Linked DNA regions of Mus musculus: region 2 is linked to region 1. A link is a contact called in public HiChIP or PLAC-seq data. All regions are on one chromosome and are shown on one strand. Each heading gives the region's core, a stretch centred on a gene start, on an enhancer-like site or on the middle of the called end of the contact. The rest is flanking DNA. Distances are from core to core; before and after follow the strand shown. Region 1 holds the start of Shisal2a (shisa like 2A). Region 2 holds the start of Cc2d1b (coiled-coil and C2 domain containing 1B).

Region 1 (4,142 bases), core at 1,047-3,546:
TCTTACCTCCATTCTAAACACACAGTGAGATGTCAACAGACACCGTACTGTTCACTTAGGTACAGCATCTGTCATTAAATCAGTGTTTCTCAACCTGTGGGTCACGAGCCCTTTGTAGGTCAAATGACCCTTTCATAACGGGTCACCTAAAACCACCAGAAAACACAGATATTTACATTATGATTCACAGCAGTAGCAAAAATTACACTTATGAAGAAACAATGAAGTAATTTTATGGTTGGGGGTCACCACAACATGAGGATCTGTACTAAAGAGTCGAAGTATTAGGGAGGCTGAGGGCCACTGCTCTAAAGAGACTAGGAGGTTGGAAATACACTCAGTCTTAGCGTACTTGTCTATAATATGCCCAAGGTCCTGGGTTGGCATTTCCAACAAGAAGGGAAAGTCCTCTTGCAGGGAATAATTGATTTCTGTGTCCTCAGTGCCTTGCACAAAGACCCTGTAGTCAAGATTGTAGTGAATGGGTAAATACATGGGAACAAACAAAAAATTAGCATGATTTCTTGGGTGTTTAGACACTTGCCAAATGTACAGGATATGATACCCTTGTCATTTGAAAATGTTTCGGAATTGCAGGTTGGACATCTTAGAAAAAGCCATTTTTGTAGTTGTAATTGGTGTATATCTAGTTGCTTTTGTCTCTTGTTTGGTGCTTACCTCTGCCTTAATCAGAAATGGAGACAATGATAGGTCATTTCCCTCTGGTAGATAAAGAGCCAGGAAGACCAGGAAAGCACACAGTCTTCTGCTCGTGTACTGTTAGGGACAAAAAACTCTCCATGGACCACCCCAGTTTTGCTGACACCTCTTACCCAGAGCAGGGGGAGGATCAGGCTCTACTTTCTGGATCCCTTTGGGGACTCAGAGGTATTAAGACCTACTGTCCTCCATCTCCATACTTAGGTTTCAGGATTGTCAGAGTTGGCCCAAGCAACCCAGTTTCTGAACGGCCAGGGAAAATGAAATATTTGCACCCAGACCCCACTATTAAAATGGTTGGAACTGGCCTCTGCTGTGGCATTATGCCACTGTGTCACACTGAACTTGCAGGAAGCCTTGACCCCCAGGTTTATGAGCATAGAGTACACCCCCAGGACTCAAGTATAAGTGTCCAGTAAAGAGAGTGAGAGGGAAGGGAAGGGCTGAGGCTGGGCTGAGATGGGGTTGGGTTGGAGCATCAGGTGAGGATGAAGGTTTGAGGTTGTGGTTTGGATGTAGGTCTAAAGCCAATTAAAGTCAAGTTGTGGGTAAACAGATGAGACGGTTTACAGGCAGGCTTGAGGAGGAGGCTGAGGCAGGTTAAGATTGCAGTAGTAATAGGGAATTCATAAAGCTGGGCTTGGGACTGTGCTGGTACCCGGAACAGCATCCAGAGCTCAGAGCCGCTGTGAGGACTAAGGGTAGAGTTAGGGATTCCTCTGTATGTCTGAAGATAGTATTTGCTGTTAGGGTGAAGGTTGGCTTGTGATTTGAGATTATGTTGAGAGTGATGGCAGAGTGAAGTTCAGAATAGGGACAGAATGAGTGCTTTGGGGGTAGTGCTGGTCAGGTTCAAGTGGGGCTCTAAATTATGGTTGGGGTCAGGATGAAGAAGGAGTTGAGATGGGGCTTTAAGGGTTTGATGTGGTACAAAGCAAGAGTAGGATCAGTGAGGAGTAAGGATGATTTGAGGGAAGGGCACTTAGATGAAGGTGGGGGCTTCCAAGAGGCTGGCTTGCGGGTGGGCTAGTGGGATAAGATGGGAGAAGGGGTTCAAGGTGAGGTTAGAGCCAGGGCCTGTACCTGAGCCACCACATGTAGTTGTGCTCGTAGGGGAAGAAGCTGTGCGGGTCGTCGCAGCAGTACTTGTGGTCGCGGAAGCCACAGCAGAAGACAGCAGCCGCTTCGCCCCCTGGCAGCGGGCAGCTGAAGCCGCGCACCACCTCCTGCTCAGCGCTCACGTAGCTCGAGCAGGCGCCGCTCATCGCGCCTCCTTGGCTCCCTGGACGGACGGACCGACAGCGGGTGAGCGAGAGACAACGGCCGGAGACCCCGCAGATCTTGAGAAAGAGCCCGAGGGCCAGGCAGGCAGGGAAGTGCGCAGGTAGAGGCGCTGCAGAGAAAGGCACGGCGAAAGGCGCGGAGGCGCGCGGTGAGGACGGGGCGCCCGGGGACCCGGTGGTCAGGTGCGCGGGCGCGGAGGCAGGGGTGCACGTGGGGACCCAGTCCAGGGTGGGGGCTGCCTCCTCGCCCCGGCTGCCGAGACACCACGCGACAGCCAGAGAGGCAAGGTGGATATTTGAGGCTCTCGCCTGAGCGAGGTACCACCGTGCGGGCCGCCAGGACCCTTCTCTGGGTAGTTGTGTGCTACGCAGAAGACAGGCAGAACGGGGTCCTCTGGGGTTGATGAATAATACTCCATTTAACTGGCAAAGCAACCTGAAGACCAGGGTTTTCATTGTATAGACGGCAGCTGAGAATCAGAGAGAGACAAGTCATTTCCCCAGGCTCCTTAGCTCATGGGATTTCAACCCTGTTGTCTGGCTGACTCTCAGCAAACCTCCTGTATTCCACATTGGCCTGGATGTCTTGATGACTGGCTTCCAACTCCCAAATGCTGGGATTTTGGGTGTGTGTCCACACCCTGCCCTCCAGTAATATTTTCAAAGTCTTGATTGCCTTTCTTTTCCTCTCCTGCTCTCTCTTTGACACACAATGTTCACACACACTCTTAGCACTCCCTGCTCTTGGCCAAAGACATTGAAGCAATTGTCTCAGGAATAAGCCTTTACCCCCACCTCAATTAGGGGTTGCCAACCTTCACAACTTGTTCCTAGACTACAAGGACAGTGTTCTCCTTCCTGTCTGAAGGTGCTTCCGAGCCTCAGTTTCTCCAGTGTACCCTGAGAGGGTGAACAAGGATCTTTGAGGATTTACCCAGTCCCTCCGAGCCTTAGCTCTGCATTTCCACAGAAGAGGATGGTAGGAGATAGTGTGGTGCATCCCTTTGCTGTGGCAGCTGTGTGTGGGATCATGGATCTGCAGGGGGCTGGGTATAAGCCTAACTGACCCCCTTCACGGCTTCTTTTCCCTTTGACCTGTAAGGCAGTTCAGTTCCACAGATGCCATTGTACACCACGCCTCTGACCTGAAGGTCAGATCCGGGCTGGCCCTTGAGAAACAGCTTGGTGGAGGAATCAACAGGGAGGGATCAATATAGGACCAGGATCATAGGCACAGAGGGGCTCTGTGTAAGGGAATAGCAAAGGTTTTAAGAGGGCAATGCTTTTAAAGGTCAGCCAAAACAATAAACAAAAAGGAGCCAGATCTGGTGGCATATGCCACTAGTCCAAACTATTCAGCAGGCTGAGGCAGGAGGATTGCTTCAGTCCAGGAGTTTAAAGCAAGCCTGGCAATACAGATCTCATCTCAAAAATGAGCAAAAACTTACCTTTGGCATGGATGATAGATAATGGTAGATAGATCATTTGCCTAGTATGCATGAGGGCCCTGGTTTTGTTACCAATACCTCAAACCAAGAAGAACTGTTAATATTCCCAGAAAACTCTTCTCTTGAGCTGTTATCACTGAAGACTGGCACTACTCTATTGAAGGCTCATTTTGACCTCTATTTACCAGAAGGGACAAAGGGGAGGAGCCCTTTGGGAAGGAGGGAGGCCTCTCTGAGGTGGACGACAATCCCCTAAATCCTTTCCAGTGAGGAATTAACTTCTTTCTCCTAGAAACCCAGAGGAAGGATCATGCCCTTGAGAGAAACCAGCACAATGTCACACGGCCATCAGGAGCGCTGCCATGCCTGCCTGCCTACCCAGGAGTTTCTTTAAACTCTTGATGGAGCTCATGGGCCGATATTAATAATGGTGTTTAATGGCAAAGTCGGAGTTATTTAGGATCACAAAGACTGTCAGTTACGTTGAATCACAATTTAATCCTGCAGTTTAGAATGTCAAAAGATGGATAGATGTGAGCCTTGAGAATCACACTTTCAAGGTCATTTCTATAGTGACAAAGTTGTAGATGCTATTACCGTGCTTTTGTCTGTTTTGTGTTGTCCCTTGATTGGATTCTAGAAGGAAGAGCTGAAGTGCATTTGGAGGCCGGTATTAACAAGCATGTAGTTT
Region 2 (4,142 bases), core at 906-3,405, 240 kb after region 1:
GCACATTAAAACCAACAAACAGGTTGGGGATTTAGCTCAGTGGTAGAGCACTTGCCCAGTATGTGAGAGGCCCTGGGCTCAGTCCTCAGCTCTTGGGGGGTAGAAAAAACAACAAACAAATAACAGCTGGGCATGACTTCATGAGTTTGTAACCCCAGCATTGGGGAGAAGCGACTGGGGATTCCAAGAGCTCACTATCAGCAAGACTAAGCTGAAACAGCTTCCAGTTCAGTGAGAGACCTTATGTCAAGGGAATAAGGTGAGGATGGAAAGCTGCAGATGAAAATGCGAGGTCCTAAATGAGCATGACATACAAAACATGCTCACAAGCACAACTCCAAACCCATTTTTCTATCATCTGAGCACGACAATAGCCTCCAGGAAAACTATGTGTAGAGACGTAAGAAAACAGTGTAGGGCTGGAGAGATGGCTCAACGGGTAAGAGCACTGACTGCTCTTCCGAAAGTCCTGAGTTCAAATCTCAGCAACCACATGGTGGCTCACAACCATCTGCAATGAGATCTAATGCCCTCTTCTGGTGTGTCTGAAGACAGCTACAGTGCACTCACATATAATTAATTAATTAATTTTTTAAAAGGCTTGTGCTAGCATACCCATTGTTTAAAAAAAGAAAAAGAGAACAGTGTAAAGTTTATTTTGACATAATTGGCACAATGGTGATTCTTTGCCATTATCCACTTACATGTGGTGAGTTTTTTTTTTTTTTTCCTTCTGCACTGGTCCCTCTGGCCATTATCCACTCTTAACCCTCCTTGTTCTATTATTATAAACTATCTCCTAAATTATACTCTGGCTCATTTGAGTCTGTTATGTGGGAAACACAAGATCTGGGAGCCTGTGGCAGGCCGGAGTGAGAGTCCAGTAAGAGGACAGATCCCCACTGAAAAGGAACTGTTGCAGAATGGGAGATGAAGTCAGTGGCCACATCTCCTGTTAATTTACATACACGGGTATGACTAGGTCTGGGAGGTAGCTGGACTGGCAGGGTGCTTCTAGCAGGAACAAATCTCTGTGTCTCATCGACAGCACCTCAGAAGTCCCAGAGGTGTAATGCCTGCACTAGGAGATGCAGACAGGAGGATCACAAATTCCATGTCATCCTTCACTACAAATCAAATTCAAGGTCAGGATTGAGTACACGAAAGTTTCAAACAAACCAGCCAGGTGGTGGTGGTGCACTCTTTAAGCCCAGCACTCAGGAGGTAGAGGCAGGTGGGTCTGTGTGACCTTGAAAACAATCAAATGAAAAAACCCAAAGCTGTAGGAATCACTATCTACTGTGTATTATTTGTGTGTGTTAATTTGAATGTCGGAGTGCAGGCAGGCCTGCATCTGTGTAGGGTCAGAAGACAACTTCTGGAAGTTGCCTTAGTAAGGCAGTTTATGAGTCAGAGTTCTTACTATGTAGCCCTGGCTGGCCTAAACTAGACCAGCTGCAGGCAAACTAAAGGACTCTGCCTCTGCCTCCCGAGTGCTGAGATTTAATGCATGCGCCACCACGAGGGCTGCAGAACTGATCTATCAGAACTGAAGCCTGCAGTCTCTCCACGAAGTGAGACTACGCACGTGGTGTGGGGTATCTCGGGGTTTGGTCTATCTGCAGGTCAGTTCCATCAATCCCCATATAACAGGACTCCTTGAGGTAGAGGCGACCCTTCAGCTTGCAGGGATGCTCCGGCCTCAGTTAATCGAGGGCTTTGGTTCCTCTAATCTGAAGTTTTGTCCTGCCCTCTGACTAGAAAGGAGCTCTATTTCCCAGAGAGCTGGTTTTCCGTGCCTAAGCTGCACAGACTGGAGGAAGCCGCATCCTCCAGGATCTCAGCACAGGGACGCGGCTCGGCTGCCTATTGGTAGCCAGTAGGACGCGGAAGCGCCGGGGCGCGCGAAGAGAACCAGGTAAGAGGCCTCTCGGAGAAACTACGGCAGGAATGGGGCACGCCTACCGTGGGTGAAGGACGCAGCACGCCACACCTCACGACGCTGCCGCCAGCCGGTATCGCGTTACCTGCTCCAAGATGCCTGCGCGCAGCCGGCCCCACCCTCGGCGTCACCTGTGGGCGCGCCCCGCCCGCTTCCCCGCGCACATGCGCACGGCGACCCGCCGGCTGTGGTGTCACGTGCCGGGCGCCTGCCACCGCCTCCTGGGCGGGAGCTTCCTGTGGCTGTCTCCGCCGCGGCCGCCCGGGGGCCGCGGAAAGCTAGGCGGTTCCGGGCTCGAGAAGGCCCGGTTTTGGTTCGGATCCGCCGCGAGGTATGCCACGTGCCCGCTTCCCGGCGTGTGGACTCTGGGGGCGGCCGGGGAGATAGAGGCGGCTTGGGTCGGGCCGGGCGGAGCCTGGCATCGGGAGGGCCGCGACCGGCCTGCGGCAGCGGAGCATCTCATTCTCCCGAGCTCCTTCACTCCCGCACCCCACCCCGGCTGACGCTTCGCTGTTGACTGCAGTCCGAAATGTGACACTTGGAGTGGCTTACGCCTGTGCGCTCACACCAGGGAACCTCGCAGCCCTGTTGATTCCCGCTCCGGACGCGGGATCGTGTCTTGTTTCTTAATCCCCACGCCACCTCACGCTTCTTCATAGATTTGCAAGATGCTCAGGGCTGAGGTTTCCCGCCCTATATGATCTCCCACTTCCCTGGGCACCTTCTGCATCAACCCATAATGCTTCCCAGTGTCTAACGCCCAAGTGTCTTTAAAGCCTTAAAGCTGTTTCTCTTTCTCCCCTAGTTCATGCCTTCATTTCTAGCCTTACGGTTTGGTTTATGCCTCCGTGGTGCTGGGCGTTTCTTCTCCTTGTGTAGGCCAAGCCAGTTCTCACCTCAGAACTGGTGTCAGTTCGTTTGATTTGCTTGGAGTTCTGCTATTCCCCAGTGTGCAAACTTCATGACTCAGCACAGGCATCGTCCTCTCCTAGATGTCTTTTCTATGTCCTCGATAAGGGGCTGCCTCTTGCACCCATTGTCCCTGCAGCTGCTCTGTGGTCGTTGTCTGCCCATGGGTCTGTTTCCTTGAAGCCTGAGGTAGGAGCAAATGAGTTCCTTCCAGTGCTGGACAGGTGGTGCTACAGTACCCGCTGACCACTTGTGACACCTTTCAGAGGATCTGAATACTGAATCAGGTGCAGAGTGCCCACGGGAACTGATGATGAGAACGATCCATGCCTGTGCTGCCCAGTGGTACCCATTAATCAGATTCACCTACTGAGCACTTGAAATCTGTCTGGTATGACTGAGGAGCTGAATTTTTAATTTAAATGTAAATAGACACATTATTTGCAGAACAGACAGCCTGTCCTGGAACTCACTCTGTAGACCAGGCTGGCCTCGAACTCAGAAATCCGCCTGCCTCTGCCTCCCGAGTGCTGGGATTAAAGGCGTGTGCCACCACGCCCGGCGACAGCACTGCTTTTAAAAGCCTTTCCAAACCATTGTACCTCAAATTGCTTCCATAAGTCTGCCTTCCATGGTCACCAGTCAGTTCAGAAATTGTGTTTCCACCCCCACCCCCCATATCCCTCTGTTGACAGTGGTCCCCTGCCTTCCGTCCCCTACCTCTCCTTGCCTCTGTGCTATTAATTATAAAGTGGTGTTTTAGCCCGTGGGAGTAAGTTCCCTAACCACGGGTACCACTGTTGGGGGCCATATATCATCATCTATTCCAGTCTGAGTCTCTTCAACTTTACACCTGATAGGTATCTAGCCTGCCAAGATGCCAGGGCCAAGACCTCGGAAGGGCCCTAAGACCAGTGGCCAGGGTGCTGAGACTGCCAAGCAGGTATGGATGTGGTCTCCTTCACCCCGGGTCCACATGGAGTATGGATCTCTAAACATTTGTGGCTAAAGAAATGGCTCAGTGGTTAAGAGTGCGAGCTGCTTGCTACTTAGTGGCTTACGACCACAGCCACCTCCAGTTCTAGGGGATCCAACGCCCTCTTTTGGCCTCCATCGGCACTGCAGCCACATGCTGTACATACATATATATGGGAACAACTATCATACACATTTATTTTAAAAAACTGAAAAATCAAAACAACAATAACAACAGCAACAGAACCAGTTAAGGTTGGGTTGACTATGAGTAGTCAAAATAATGGACATAGAAAATAAGGTGGAAAGGGGAAGA

What was found. HiChIP or PLAC-seq counts read pairs in DNA pulled down with a chosen protein or histone mark.
Region 2: a contact with region 1 is called in an H3K4me3 HiChIP or PLAC-seq map of embryonic stem cells, with 15 read pairs. The contact joins the promoter of Cc2d1b here to the promoter of Shisal2a in region 1. A contact is called at or near these places in 2 of 39 promoter capture datasets (hematopoietic stem and progenitor cells and neural stem cells), 1 of 15 datasets of contacts at CTCF or cohesin (the NIH/3T3 cell line), 2 of 484 Hi-C or Micro-C datasets (cerebral cortex and embryonic stem cells), 6 of 115 datasets of contacts at active chromatin or transcription factors (bone marrow-derived macrophages, embryonic stem cells and pancreatic cancer cells) and 3 of 9 other capture datasets (adipose tissue, liver and pancreatic islet).

The regions. Positions count from the first base shown.
Region 1 is chr4:108,381,359-108,385,500 of GRCm38.p6, forward strand. Shisal2a (shisa like 2A) reads right to left here and starts at 2,297. Exons shown (of 3, transcript NM_001099303.2): 1 at 1,804-2,297. The coding sequence starts at 1,985. It overlaps Gm32297 (a long non-coding RNA gene), which reads left to right and starts at 1,865. Exons shown (of 6, transcript XR_003955247.1): 1 at 1,865-2,025.
Region 2 is chr4:108,617,801-108,621,942 of GRCm38.p6, forward strand. It overlaps Cc2d1b (coiled-coil and C2 domain containing 1B), which reads left to right and starts at 2,156. Exons shown (of 25, transcript NM_177045.3): 1 at 2,156-2,273; 2 at 3,712-3,794. The coding sequence starts at 3,729. It overlaps Gm12743 (a long non-coding RNA gene), which reads right to left and starts at 2,055. Exons shown (of 3, transcript XR_003955254.1): 1 at 1,966-2,055.